Linked DNA regions of Mus musculus: region 1 is linked to region 2. Evidence: chromatin contacts called from public ChIA-PET data. All regions are on one chromosome and are shown on one strand. Each heading gives the region's core, a stretch centred on a gene start, on an enhancer-like site or on the middle of the called end of the contact. The rest is flanking DNA. Distances are from core to core; before and after follow the strand shown. Region 1 overlaps Rbms1 (RNA binding motif, single stranded interacting protein 1). Region 2 overlaps Rbms1 (RNA binding motif, single stranded interacting protein 1).

Region 1 (6,418 bases), core at 222-2,721, 94 kb before region 2:
AGCTTTCAGAAGGCATGTCCAGAGTTCATTCTCTCACTTTTAATAATCTTAATGAGATCAATGACTTATTTACTTCCATCAAATTATTTTAACTGATATATTAAAATATACAATTGTACATGTTAATGGGGTATTGTGATATTTCCATAAATGTATTACCCATTGTATAAATCAGGATAAACCTCTCTCCTCAAAAATTATTTCTTCATGTTGAAAACTTTCAAAATCCTTTCTACCTTTTGAAACATTCAGTCCATTCACGTTATCAGCACTTGTGCTGGTACAGAATAAATAGCACACTGAACCCTCTCACTCCTGCTGACCACTGACTTGGCATGGTTTGATAAACCTATTCACAGCCCCCTCCCCTCTACTCTTCATAGTCTCTGCAGTCACTATTGTACTCCCAACTTGTACCAGATTGGCTGTTTTAGATTTTATGTATGATGGACATCATTTCTGTGTATTTCTCTTAACATATAACCTCTAATTCTATCCATGATGGTGTAACACAGAGTCAGTTTTCATGGCTAAATAATATTCCACTGCATCTAATTGCAGTGTAATGTAAGCATTTTCCTGGCCTATCCATCACTTGATGGACATTTAGTTTGTTACCACTTGTTGGGGTTTGTGAACGGTTGCTGATACAATCAAGGAAGTGTAGGTGTTGCTCCGACACACTGGTTTCAAGTCCCTTTAGATATAGTGTGATTATTGGGTCATGATAGCTCTCTTTTTGTTTATGTTTTTTTGTTGTTTTATTGAATCTTACTATATATAGCCCAGACTGGTCTCAAATTTTCAATCCCCCTGCCTCAGGCTCCCAAGTGCTGGGATTATAGATGCTAGACTATTGTTTGTAACTTTTAAAAGAACCTCTGTAATGTTTTCCATTGTGGCTGTCAAAATTCATTCATTTTGCTGGGTGTAGTGGTGCAGACCTTCAACCCCTGTGCCTGGGAGGCCCAGTGATTATGAATTTGAGGCCAGACTGGGGCTACGTAGCAAGACCCTGTTTCACAAAAAACAAAAGATTCATCCCTTTATCCTTTCTTGTCGAATGTGCAGTTGAACCCAACTGCATGCATGCCAAGCTGTCACCTCTTCTCTCACTCTCAGAACCTTTCTTTAACAGGACAATTTAAAAGCAGAATTTATTTAATCCTTTTCAAACTAATGTTTTTTTTTTTTTTTTTTTTTTTTTTTACCTCCACTAGTTCACCGCGTGCTAATTAGACTAATCCAGAGGCACCTTTGGCTCTGGTGTAACAGCTGGTGGTACAAAGAGTCACACTGCAAAGTAGCAAGAACTTGGTAATTAGGTTGCAAGAGGATGGGCAGAGCCAATGAAGGAAAGCAGTTTGGCACATTGAAGAGATGGGAGGTGTTGGGAGGCCACTTAGGGTGTTGAAGGTTCTGACTTTGTTATCTGGCATATCTCAGTTCAAACCGCAGCCCTGCCCAGACTTACTGTGTGTCATTGCACAGTAGTTAAGTGCTCCTAAGACAGTTTCCTAATCTGTACACTGAGAGTACAGTGCTGTACCTGTTTATTGAGTGAGACAGAAAGCAGGACACGGGGCACACAAAACATGCAACACTTAGCAAATCGGCACCCATTTATGCTTAGTACCCAGGCTGTTTAGACCATTCTCAATCCTTCCTGGATGTTTAGGAGTGAAGTCTCTATTGTTTGGGGGATTTTTGTCCTTAAACATGTACTGTTCTCCATAGGGGTTACATTTTTAGACCCAGTGACCTTGTGTGTGTGTGTTGTGGGGGTGGGGGGTGGGGATATGGGGCCACTTAGGGGACATGGGGGTGGGGGTTGTCACTGAACACAGATTCTCGTGCATGTCTACTACTGAGCTGTAGTCCCTGCTCAGACTTGCTGAGTTCTAAAAAGGTAATCTTTAATCTAAAATTTTCTATACCTTTTTTTTCCCTGACTGAAATCTTTAGTTCTCTCTCAGGCATCCTTCTCTGTCTTGCGATACTTCTGGGAAGCCTTGTGATTTGGGTAAAGTTTAACTTGAACTTTGCATTGTAGAGGAGTCAGCATCCTTGTGGTCCTCATGGGAATTTGGGACCCTCGTGCCCTTCTTGGAATCTGAACTCTAGAAGGTCCTGTGCCCGGACATGCAGCCCAGCAGGAAGATCAAGGTTCCCCACCTGCTTCCCTCTGTGGCAAACTATGGTTATTATAAATATGGATGCCTATCAAGCGTCATACTGTAAATCACTTATAAATTTAGAAGTACAAATCATGGATCTTTTCCATCAATAATATATAAATAAATTAAAATCTATTTTTAATTCTAAGTCCCCAAATTAATGATAACCCATATGTTCTAATCAGAACAAGTCCACACCCAAAATGCCCCCAACTCAGAACCAGATAAGATCAGGGATAGCATGGACCCAACTTGGATTGAAATGCAGTGTTTAGAAAGTCTGTGGTTGGTGTCCCTGCTGTAGTTTTGCAAATAGGTTAGGAGCTGGGAAGGCCCCAAACCGCAGCCCTTTTCTACTACTTCTCCTGATGTCATCCCTGGTGTCACATATAATTATTTTACCTAAGACTCTGCCTGTTAGGCAAATGTTCTACCTCTGACTACAGCCTAGCTCTTCATTCCTGATTTTGTTCAATAGCCAGCATCTTCTATCCTGCCATTCTATCCTTCTATCTATACCAATTGCCTTGTGCTCTGGGATGGTATCTTGGGCACTGATTACATGACATTTAAGAGAACATGTGGTCTTACCTACTTCTGTCTATGGTTACCATTTCTTTGACAGTCAGAGGCTTGGTAGATGGGGGCTAATGAGTGTACCTGTCTAGATCTCAGTTTAACTATGAGAAGAAAAGAGAATGGATACATGGAGATACTGAGACTTGAGTAAAGAAGAACAGAGTTTTGTGTGACATCTGTGGCATAACAGGAGACAGGGCCAGGTGGTTTTATACCTAGAAACCAGTGCCTATAGTCCATAGATTATAGACACAGCATGTGAATTTACTTGCCCCTGAAAGCTATAAAGCATGGGTTGGAAGGATAGAATCTCAGGCAGGGCAGTTTGGGTTTTAGATTAAGCAATAACAATATTCCTAACTCAAGTTCAGCTCTTATGAAGTAGAATTTCCTCATCCTTTGATCAGTTTTTCCAAGTACTCTCCTTCTGAAAGAGTCTCTTTAGATGAAGTAGTATTTGAGTGACAACGTAGCAGGGACCCTGAACGGAGAGGGACGAAGGTAAAGGACCAGAAGAAAGAGTTACTGAGTTCTCAGCTTGTTAAGATGTTGTGGAATTAGCATGTTCATGGCAGAAGCTAGGCACAGACCATGATGTCTACAGTGGGCATCTGAAATTGCTGGCAAGATACATGAGAGTTGTATATGTTGACTGTTCACATTTTCTGCTGTGGAGTTTAATTTTTCTTCCATATGCCTTATGGAATACATTTTTGTCTGTAGTAGTAAATGTCTGACATCAATATTTGAAATCTTTGTTGCATGTCTGGCAAGTATTTAGGTTTTTGTATGTTCAAACTGTTGTGTAACTGCTATTCTTGGCTTAATATATTTACTACTTAATATATTTCATATTTATAGAAAATATGAAGGAGACTACTTCCTGCTCCTGCGGCACATTGGCTGTGAGGACAGTTTGGGTCCACCTCACTGTCATTGGGCTGAGCCCTTTAACTTCCTCAAAAGTCTTGTGTGGGGCCTAGGGTCAGAGAGCTGTGGTTTCCCTCCACCAGCTCGCGCTCAGAGCAGCAGTATCTGGTGTGCATACTTCAGACACTCTTCCTAGGTGGCTGCTGACTGGAGAGCCAAGCCTGAGAAACCCTTAGCTGCAGGCTTTACAAGATGCCCTCTTGGGAAGGTTTCCAACTGCCACAGCTTTCTCACAGGGGTTAAATTTCACAAGGTCAGCCAGAGTGAAGCATCGTGCAGTGAATCTCATCCAGATGTCTCCATGAAGCCACAGATCTAGCTTAGAAGTGAGAGGCTCTGGGTGAAGCTCTAACTTTCTGACATTTTAAGAGTAGTCTCCTTTTAAAGAGTACTTTAAATAATCAGCTACTTTCAATCAAATAGTCTTCAGAATCTGAAGGCTTTTCAAAAGCCTGGTGATTTCTAAACTAGTGTATATTAAGATGACAACAGTATCATGTGACCTCATGCAAGTTAATTTTGAGCCTCAGGAGATGTGTTCCTTAAAATGTCTGAATAAATTGATTATCCATAAATTCATCCACATTTCAGATATTGATGAGTAAAATTCTTTTATTTCATATTGAGAGTTTTTTGAGTTGTTTGTCTAAAGATGAATAGATATTTTTTCACCTGTAAGTTAAATTTTAGATCACAGTAGCTGAGGATAATCTGTGTTTAATTTTGCTGTCTTTATTCTATTTGGTAGCTCACATAGCCTCTGAGTGGTGCTTGATCCCTTACTTTTGCTCTGACACTCCCTGGTTTTTGTTTTGCAGCAGTCTCTGGTCCCAGCACACCCCATGGCCCCACCCAGTCCCAGCACCACCAGCAGTAATAACAACAGTAGCAGCAGTAGCAACTCAGGATGGGATCAGCTGAGCAAGACAAACCTCTACATCCGAGGCCTGCCCCCCAATACCACTGATCAAGACCTGGTGAAGCTCTGCCAACCGTGAGTATAATTGCTTTGCCTTAGCTGCCAAGACTTCCTTGATCATAGCCAAAGAGAATGTAGGTTATGTTAAAGGAGAGGTGCATAAAATAAATATATATGAAAATATCTAAGACCCTACACGTGCAACTCTTGGTCACTTTCTTAGTATTCACACGTGCTAGTAGAATGCCAACATACAAGTAAAATTTGCATTTTCTTAATTTGGCATTTGAGAAATAAAATATGAAATTAAGAAAAATTGATGGCTAGATCTTTTTTAAGAGTACTCATCTTTCATAGAAGCCTGATAGGAGCTAGTCAATCCCATAGGAGAAACCAGCTGACATTATTTGTCAGAAACATAATTATCAAGCTAAGCTCGTCTTGAGTGTGTGTAAGTTCTTGGTTCCTGCTGGGATGGTGTCCCTCTGGTTTCACAAGCATCAGGATCTCCATGGTGCAGATCATTCACGCTTTTCTCATTGGAAATAAGACCGCCTCCACTTCCTGCATCTTAAGAGAAGGATGCATGCGCATCAGGTTCCATAGTAAATTTGCATTTCGTACTAATGTTGATGAATAGAATATAAATGTGTTATTCCCTTGCAATTGCATTATGTCAGCTAAGTAACAGAGTTCTAATTTAAACTAAGGAGCCAGAACTACCTTTGAGAGCAAAGATCATTGTGGAAAGCATAGAAACATCAAATCACATCGAGCAGTAAATGCTTACATACAGCAGCACTTTGTATTTATCCTAGGACAGTAATGGTCTTTTATAAAAGGAAATTTTGCATAACCGCATTGAGCCTTCTGCTAGAGAATGTTACCTCTTCCCTTCAAAATGACTTGCTTGACAGCATCTCATTTCTCTTGCTCTGGGTAAAGCTCAGATTCATTACTCTTTTTTTTTTTTTTAAAGGGAAAAATATATTGAAAACTGAGGGATGGTATTTCCAAACTCTGGCTAAAGCTAACATCTGGCCTCAGTTTGCTTTGACTCGAGAAGCAGGATGGGGCAATGGGTGGTGTTCCTCCAGGCTCTCTAGGGCTGTGTAAAAGGCCATTCCATCATGCTAAGTCTTTTCTTTATTGCCCTCTCTGCCCAATCCTCCTGAACTCAGTGAAATCACATCCCACATTAGAGTCTGATCTGCAAGGAAGTCCAGCTCCTGGGCAGTTGTCAGCTCTGGCTGGAGACAGCAGGAACTCTGCCAGGCTTGCCTGCCCTGCTGCAGCCATTAAGACCACAACGAGGTCTTTGCTATCTTGTCTGCAACTGCCCTTTCATTGGCGTCTTCTGATGCTACTGAGTGCCATAGAGTCTAAGGAGCTAAAAATACGCTATAGGAACAAGGTGGTGGGGGGTGAAGCAAATTCTCACAGTATTGAGGTATAAGAGGAGAGGGTTTCAGAAGGAGACTATTCCTCAGCTGGTTTTACATAGGAAATTAATAGACCCATGCCATGCTTTATAGACAGGAAAAGAACTTGAAAAATAGGGCCAATGTCTGGTTTTTTGTTTTAACTGAATCAAATCATTTTCTAAAAATAATAGGAGAATGCATTATCATTTTTCCTAGACCATGAATTCCATTTTTGTTTCTAGTCTCTTTGATGTGTGTAGGTTTTCTTAACATGTGTAACCATTACTCTCTTCACCGTTATTATTAGTAGCAGCAGCTCAGCCATCCTCACCATGTCTTGTCATTTATAAATGAAGGCTCTTGTAAGGTCCCAGATTGGGTATTAAATG
Region 2 (6,917 bases), core at 4,178-6,677:
AAAGAACCCACTCTTGGTCCTGACTTACTTAGTCTTGAACCAGAATATCCGTGAACAAGCTGCTCTGTTGGTCATGTTATATTGTGGCTGTAGAAAACAAAAGCTACCCTTTTCTCTTTTTCTTTTTCCGTTCTTTTATTTATTGTTTTTTTCTTTTAACATGCCGATGGTCCACAGGTTGTTTCGTGTTACAACCCTTCCTGCTGGGCTTTCTGGCTTTACAGTTAGGTTAGGTTGAGCGCAGGGATTTCTGTGGGATGAAATAACACTGCTACCTCCTCTCAACTCTTTTATGAAAGTTTCAGGAAAGCAGTCTGGAAGATTTAAGGGAGTTGCTTGAAATACCTCTTGCAAGTTTGAGGGAGGCTGTGTTTGCCTTAACAAAGGGTTCTCTTTTGCAGATTGTAACTGCAGAATCTCAATTCTCGACATGTTGTCTTTTGTCCCTCTTCCCTCCCCTTCCCAGGGTGCCGTGTTAACTCCCTCAATGGAACATACCATGTCACTACAACCTGCTTCCATGATCAGCCCTCTGGCTCAGCAGATGAGTCATCTGTCACTGGGCAGCACCGGAACAGTAGGTGGCAAATTAATATCCTGTTTTCCTGCCAATAGGAAAGTGAATTAAAGAAGCCCATGTCATCCCCGGTGAAAGTCCAGGGTTTGGGGATAGCAGTGATTGCTCTGAGCCCCTTCCCCATCTGGCGTCGATTTTCGCAAAGTAAGATGGCACTCAGAAAAGTCTCGATTAGTCGATAACTTGCAAGTCCATCTCTGGATCCCTCTTGCTCACACACACAGCACCCACACATACCCGGGTCTAGCTTTTATAACCCATGTTACAAGGTTGGGTTATAAGGCTGAGTTAATACTAGGCCAGCTGGCAGCTTGGCATTTGTAGAGTGTAGAATGTAAAAGATGGACGAAGGCATTCAGCACAGCCTGTGGCTGTAAAAGGCAAAAGGCCCTGGGTTTTCCCTCTTATTCTGAAAACCAGCCACAGCTTCTCATGAAAGTGAATCCAGAACAATACACAGCCCAGAAGCAGGCCCCAAGCCCCAGCTGCCTTCGGGAAATGAGACTGCTGGAATTGACTAAGAATGGCTCCCTGGCCTCATCCCTAGTTCCTTTCAGGTCTCTCCCTGCACAGACAGTATGCGGTCTCAACTCAGGGAGTGACCAGAAAATAGCATGGCCACTTGAGGAGAGATTTTTATGATACATTGACACTACTAAATTACTGCAGATGAGAAACATTAATGACCTTCACATGGGCAAGTTTTTTTGTTGTTGATAAATTCAAAGAAACATGGGGTTTTCAGTTTGATGAGTTGAAAGCATTTTCCTTTGCCTTTCAGAAGATGTATACAGTAGTCAAGCTTTAAGGGCTGTCCATAGAGATGCATTCTTTGAGCCTTCTAAGTACTTTATATCCATCCCAGTTCCCCCACCACCCCAGTAACCTGACCTTTGCATGGCCTGCCTCTGCATAACCTGACCACCTTCTCCTTTTCAGTACATGCCTGCAACATCAGCCATGCAAGGAGCCTACTTGCCACAGTATACACACATGCAGACCGCGGCGGTGCCCGTTGAGGTTGGTATAGAGATTCCGAGTGGCCCCTGTGGCAGTGGGTACTTTTACATTTGAGTCACTTAAATAGAACAACAACAACAACAACAAAAAGTTATCAAGAATCAAATACTTTATCAAGGCACAGTGGCACATGCCTGTTATCCTAGCACCAGAGAGCCAAAGCAAGAGGACCGACAGGTTCGGGCCAGCTTAGCCTACCTGCATAGCTAGACCATCCTTCAGAAAAGGAAAACCAAACAAAAGTAAAGAAATGTGTGTAGAAAGAGTATGCACTTTGTATTATTTTGGAACTGTAACATACTCTCCCTATGCAAATTAGTATTACAACATCCAGACCACATACCTTTCCAATCTTGTAGCACATTCCATGCCACTTCAAGGCCTGACTTGTTCCCCCAAAATGATAGTTATAGGCACATTAAAGTAAAGTTGGAGTTTGCAGTTCTAGTCCTAAAGATTGAATCAGTGATAATAATTACAGAAAGAAATAATTCAGATACTGGAAAAAAAGGAAAACCTTGCATTTCTAAATTGTTAACAAGCATGCAAAAGCCATACCTGTTTCTATGGCTGACTACTCGTCATTATTATTTTAGAATATATTGTATTTGAAGAAGTCTGATGCCTACATTATGGTTAGACAGGAAGCACAGCAGTTACCTGCAGAACATCCTCAAGAGTCCAGGGAAGATATCAGTTCAGTTATCTTACCTGCTGAGCATCCTCCAGAGCCCAGGGAAGTTATCAGTCCAGTTATCTTACCTAGGAGGCAGAGCCCAGAGGATCCTGAGAATTGTGGTTGTATTGTTTACATGATCATATAGCTCTGAACAACAACTGCCTGAACTCACAGCTTTTGATATATGAAGCCTCCATAACAGGGGAAAACAATAATTTTCTTTGTAACTGCTTCAGCAAAGCCTGACTTACGGCTTTTCAAATGCAACTTGAACTGAGACAAGGCAAAATATCCAAAGGTCTTTGTTTCTTGGTTTTATTACTCTTATTTTAGTAAAGGTCCAGTCATGGCCTCTTACATGCCAGGCAAATTGTTATGCCACTGAGCTATGTCCATGACCCTTTTAAAGTCATGACCTCACTCTGCAAGCCAGGCAGGCTGTGAACCCTTCTGCCTTCCGTTTCAAGTCACTGAGGTTACATACCCTGCACTGCAGGCCCCAATTCCATTTGCTGAGTTGATTGACATTTTTCTGCATATAAGTATTGAGATTGTGAGGTATAGCTGATGCCTTCCGGGGGGGGGGGGGGTGGGCCTACGACACACAACATATGCACCCTGTGTCTTGGACTCTAAAATCTGAAAATAACTGAATTTTAAACTTTATGTGGCTCCAAGGAGACGAAGCCAAGAGATTTCTTTGATCAATATTTAAGTTAAACATTTGGACGGGAGGTTCTTGGGGTCTGTCATATTTCATCTGCATTAAGGCAATGATTAGCCTTTAAAAGCTCTATTTGACTTTGAAGGAATTCACTTTGAAGAATGTTTGTATTTAAGGTGTATGTCCTTGGACTCAGGCCTTAGCAGCAGAGTTAAGATTTCATTGCTAACATGTCTCATGCATTCTGCTCTGTTGTAGGAAGCAAGTGGCCAGCAGCAGGTGGCTGTGGAGACGTCTAATGACCATTCTCCATATACCTTTCCACCCAATAAGTAACTGTGAGGTATGAGGGCAAAGTCTGTAACTGCAGAGCTCAAATGAAGCAGTCTGGGGTACTGTTATCAAACGATGCTTAGAATAATTCAGATCCAATGTGTTTATGGATTTGTAGATTCTGTCTAGATAACTAATGATGCTTATATTGAAATAAAATATGTTTTTCTCTACCTCAAAATTCATAAAAATCTAAGGCATCATAGAACATACTGGGTCCCAAAATTGCCCTGTACTAGAAGCATCTTATATCACATTGCTTAAATACTGACTAAGGAAGATAAAGCGTTAAGATGTTGCCTAATCAAGTCTCACAAGGTCAGCAACATCTCGGCTATGAATTCAGATTATTAGCCTCCTTGGAGCAAAAGATGACATTACCAGCTCTCACTGGAGTCACACATTTCAAACTTCACTCTGTCACGCGTATCTTAGTCAAACAACTATACGTAATCCAGCTGCTGGATTGTCTGGTAACAAACAGTATGTGTTGTTTGTTGATCTCACCAAGTCACCCTTTGAGACCCATGTGGAGTTGGCTGGGACTCCCTTGAGGAAGGAACTATTTTGCAAGTCCCAAATTTGAAAGGTAGACTCAAGAAATTGAAAGCAGTCCCCAGGTCCCCAGTTTATGTCCCTTCGTCTGGTACCGTGGATGGGCACACAGCCTTCATCTCTTTAAGACAAAAGATGACGAAGCACTGCCACTTGGTTATTAAATCAGCAAAGACATTGGTCTTTTATCTTTCTTTTCCAGATGTACCGAAGGGAGTTCTTACCTGAAGAAGGGTGTGAAGGCTGAACAATCATGGATTTTTCTGATCAATTGTGCTTTAGGAAATTATTGACAGTTTTGCACAGGTTCTTGAAAACGTTATTTATAATGAAATCAACTAAAACTATTTTTGCTATAAGTTCTATAAGGTGCATAAAACCCTTAAATTCATCTAGTAGCTGTTCCCCTGAACAGGTTTATTTTAGTAAAAAACAAAAACAAAACGAAAAAAAAAAAAAAAAACGGAAAAAAAATCAAAGATTTTTATCAAATATAATGATGCAAAAAAAGAAAAAGAAAAAAAAAGAGAAAAAGAAAACTTCAATTTTCTGGGTATGCACAAAGACCACGAAGACTTATCCAAGTGCATGACCGGATTTTTGTGGTTTTGTTCATTTTGTGTTTAATTTGTCTTTTTTTTTTCAGCTGTATGAAATGGGCTTTCTGAAGTTTCAATTGTCCGACTTCACCCATGGTGTCCCGTGCTTGCGAGTGTCGCAGTAACTCAGTGTTGGCCTCACTGTCTTTGCTTAGCTCTCCGTTTTTTTCTTTCGACGTAGTGTGAAGTGTCTTATCCTTTTCTATGAATTCCAATTTGCCTTAACTCTTTTGATGCTGTAGCTGTTTCAGTAAAGTTAGTTCAACCTAATGATGTAGAATGCTTTGACCAAATGGGCTGGTCTAGTGCACCTTGTAAGCAGCAGCCTAGGGCTTTTAAAAGGTAGTCAATAAAAGTTGCTGAAATTTTGGCTTTTTTAAATATGTAGTAGGTGTTTTTAATGATTTTTCACATAGCGTGTAAGGTAGTGAAGTGCAAGGAGGGAAAACTGTTTTGTGTGAAACACATTTTCTGACTGGGGGGACTTTTAATAGGGTAAATTGTTTATAAGGCTGTACACTAACAGTTTCCCCTAATAGTGTGACTGATTTAGGATATCTGCTGTATGATGCAATGTAAAGTCTTTTTTGCCTTTTTTTCAGGAAGAAAAAAAAATAAAACTTAACGATGTTCTAGGTTTAGTGTAGGTAGCTGCGGGGATGGGGCGGGGGCGGGGGGCGGGGGAGGGGAGTCACCGAATGTTTTGTCCTTTATACTAACATAGTGCTTTAGAAAGAGAACCACGCTTGAGATCTGAGAAACCGATGGCGGGGGGGAAAATGGGGTTGCTGTTGAAACTAGATGGTGAAAGCTAAAAGTAAGGATTTCTCTTCAAACCTAAGCTGAGATATGACCAGAAGGAAAACGATTGGCTACGAGCTCTCTCTCTCTCTCTCCTTCTCCCCACCCCCCTCTCTCTCTTCCCCCCACCCCTCTCTCACTCTCATTCTCTATTAGGTAAATTTGAAAAACTAAACAAACAAACAAACAAATGACTTGGCACTTTTAAAGGTAACTTCACCAAAGACCGACGAGCCAGTAGCCAGCAGCTCCACCTATCTCAGCGTCACATCCTGTCTGTCCTTTCTTTTTTGCCGGACCAGTTTGCGGTTAGGAGAATGTGCCTTTTTTGTACCTTCGCATTAGGTTTTATAATTTTAACTGATGTATGGACTCACAGAGACAAAATTTAAAAAATTTAAAAATTAAAAAAAAAAAAAAAAAAAAGCAAGCATGAAGGAAGATTTGAATCCAGGCAGTGCCGCCCTCTGACGTCATCACTACAGGTGTTTGCGTGGAAAGAAAACCAACTTTGAAACTATGAAATTCCTGATTCATAAATACAGTTATTTCTACTTTAGTACATACAAGATAACTCACTGTTATTAACACTCTTTTTTATTAAGGCAGTTGCATACGTTTTCAAAAGCAATGGTGAATTAAGTTGTCTTCCAAAACTGTGTACTTGTCTGGTCAGCTGTACGTGATCAGTTATCTACCTCAGAGGCTATTTTTCTTTTGTGCTGGGACAGGTTGCTGGCCCTCCCTGTTTCCACCGACCAAATCCTCCTAGCTCAGGAGCTAGGGCTAAGCAGTTACTTCTTTTGAGTATTTTTTAGTTCTTAAATTTTATTGCTTGTATTTGATGATAGATGTCAGCGACATTTCATAGTTTCAAAAATCCTTGCTGCTCTGAAAGTGTAGATTCTAGTGAAAATTACATAGTCATAAGAGAAATGTGGGGTTTTTTGTTTTTGTTCTTGTTCTTGGTTTTGGTTTTGTTTCTGTTTTTGTTTTTTTTAAGTTGTGGTATTATTGGTTTTATGCTCCCTAAAACTTGTGCTTTGTGAAGTCCAGACTGAAGGCAGCACACCCTCCGTGGATCGAGTATGTTGATCAGCCCAAGACTCTCACTACTTGATATTTTTTTCCATTAGTTAAGACAGAAAGTTGATAGCTCAGTCAGTAGGGGAGGGGAGATCTGCTGCTAGGTATGTCTGAACTAAGTGCCATACTCGTCTGGGTCAGATTTGGGAAACAACCTCTGTACATATAAAAGAAAAAAAATGTCAGTTAAACATCACATAGTAGACAGCCATTAAATTATAAAAAAAATTAATTTATGAAGAAAGACCTTTTGTACAGATTGAAAAAAAAGATTTTCATAGAGATATCTATATGATCAAGAGAGTTAATTTTTTATTTTTGTTCTACTAGTGCTACATACTTGCCAGTGGTGACTTATTTACCGGTTCAAGATGACTCTGTAGTTTTCTTTCCTAGGACTTGTTAAACGCCAAAAGACATTTTTGAACTGTACATTTGATCAGATTGTTAGCTTTTTCTGTTTTATTTCTTTTGAGAACCTTTGAATAAAAACATCTGAAACTTTCTTCTTCCTGTCGGTTTTTTGAAAGTAGATGGAAGTCACACATCAAAATGTCACCTCACCTCTGACCTCGCTCGTCAGCTCAGTAGGCTGGTTCAGAA

The links. ChIA-PET counts read pairs in DNA pulled down with a chosen protein or histone mark.
Region 1: an RNA polymerase II ChIA-PET map of effector CD8 T cells shows a contact between it and region 2, with 6 read pairs. The contact joins two enhancer-like sites. A contact is called at or near these places in 1 of 15 datasets of contacts at CTCF or cohesin (CD8 T cells), 2 of 484 Hi-C or Micro-C datasets (CD8 T cells and uterus) and 2 of 115 datasets of contacts at active chromatin or transcription factors (CD8 T cells and effector CD8 T cells).

Annotation. Positions count from the first base shown.
Region 1 is chr2:60,840,559-60,846,976 of GRCm38.p6, reverse strand. Rbms1 (RNA binding motif, single stranded interacting protein 1) reads left to right here. Exons shown (of 14, transcript NM_001141931.1): 2 at 4,505-4,680. Among named protein-coding and RNA genes, the nearest start is that of Rbms1, 38 kb to the left of the region's middle. Within about 2 kb of position 1,471, at least 28 of the 459 cell types and tissues checked have an H3K27ac peak or open chromatin away from gene starts, as enhancers often do. A contact at or near this core is called in effector CD8 T cells, where this site is marked.
Region 2 is chr2:60,750,096-60,757,012 of GRCm38.p6, reverse strand. It overlaps Rbms1 (RNA binding motif, single stranded interacting protein 1), which reads left to right. Exons shown (of 14, transcript NM_001141931.1): 11 at 467-577; 12 at 1,517-1,597; 13 at 3,199-3,283; 14 at 4,031-5,060. The coding sequence ends at 3,276. Among named protein-coding and RNA genes, the nearest start is that of Gm33436, 61 kb to the right of the region's middle. Within about 2 kb of position 5,427, at least 18 of the 459 cell types and tissues checked have an H3K27ac peak or open chromatin away from gene starts, as enhancers often do. A contact at or near this core is called in effector CD8 T cells, where this site is marked.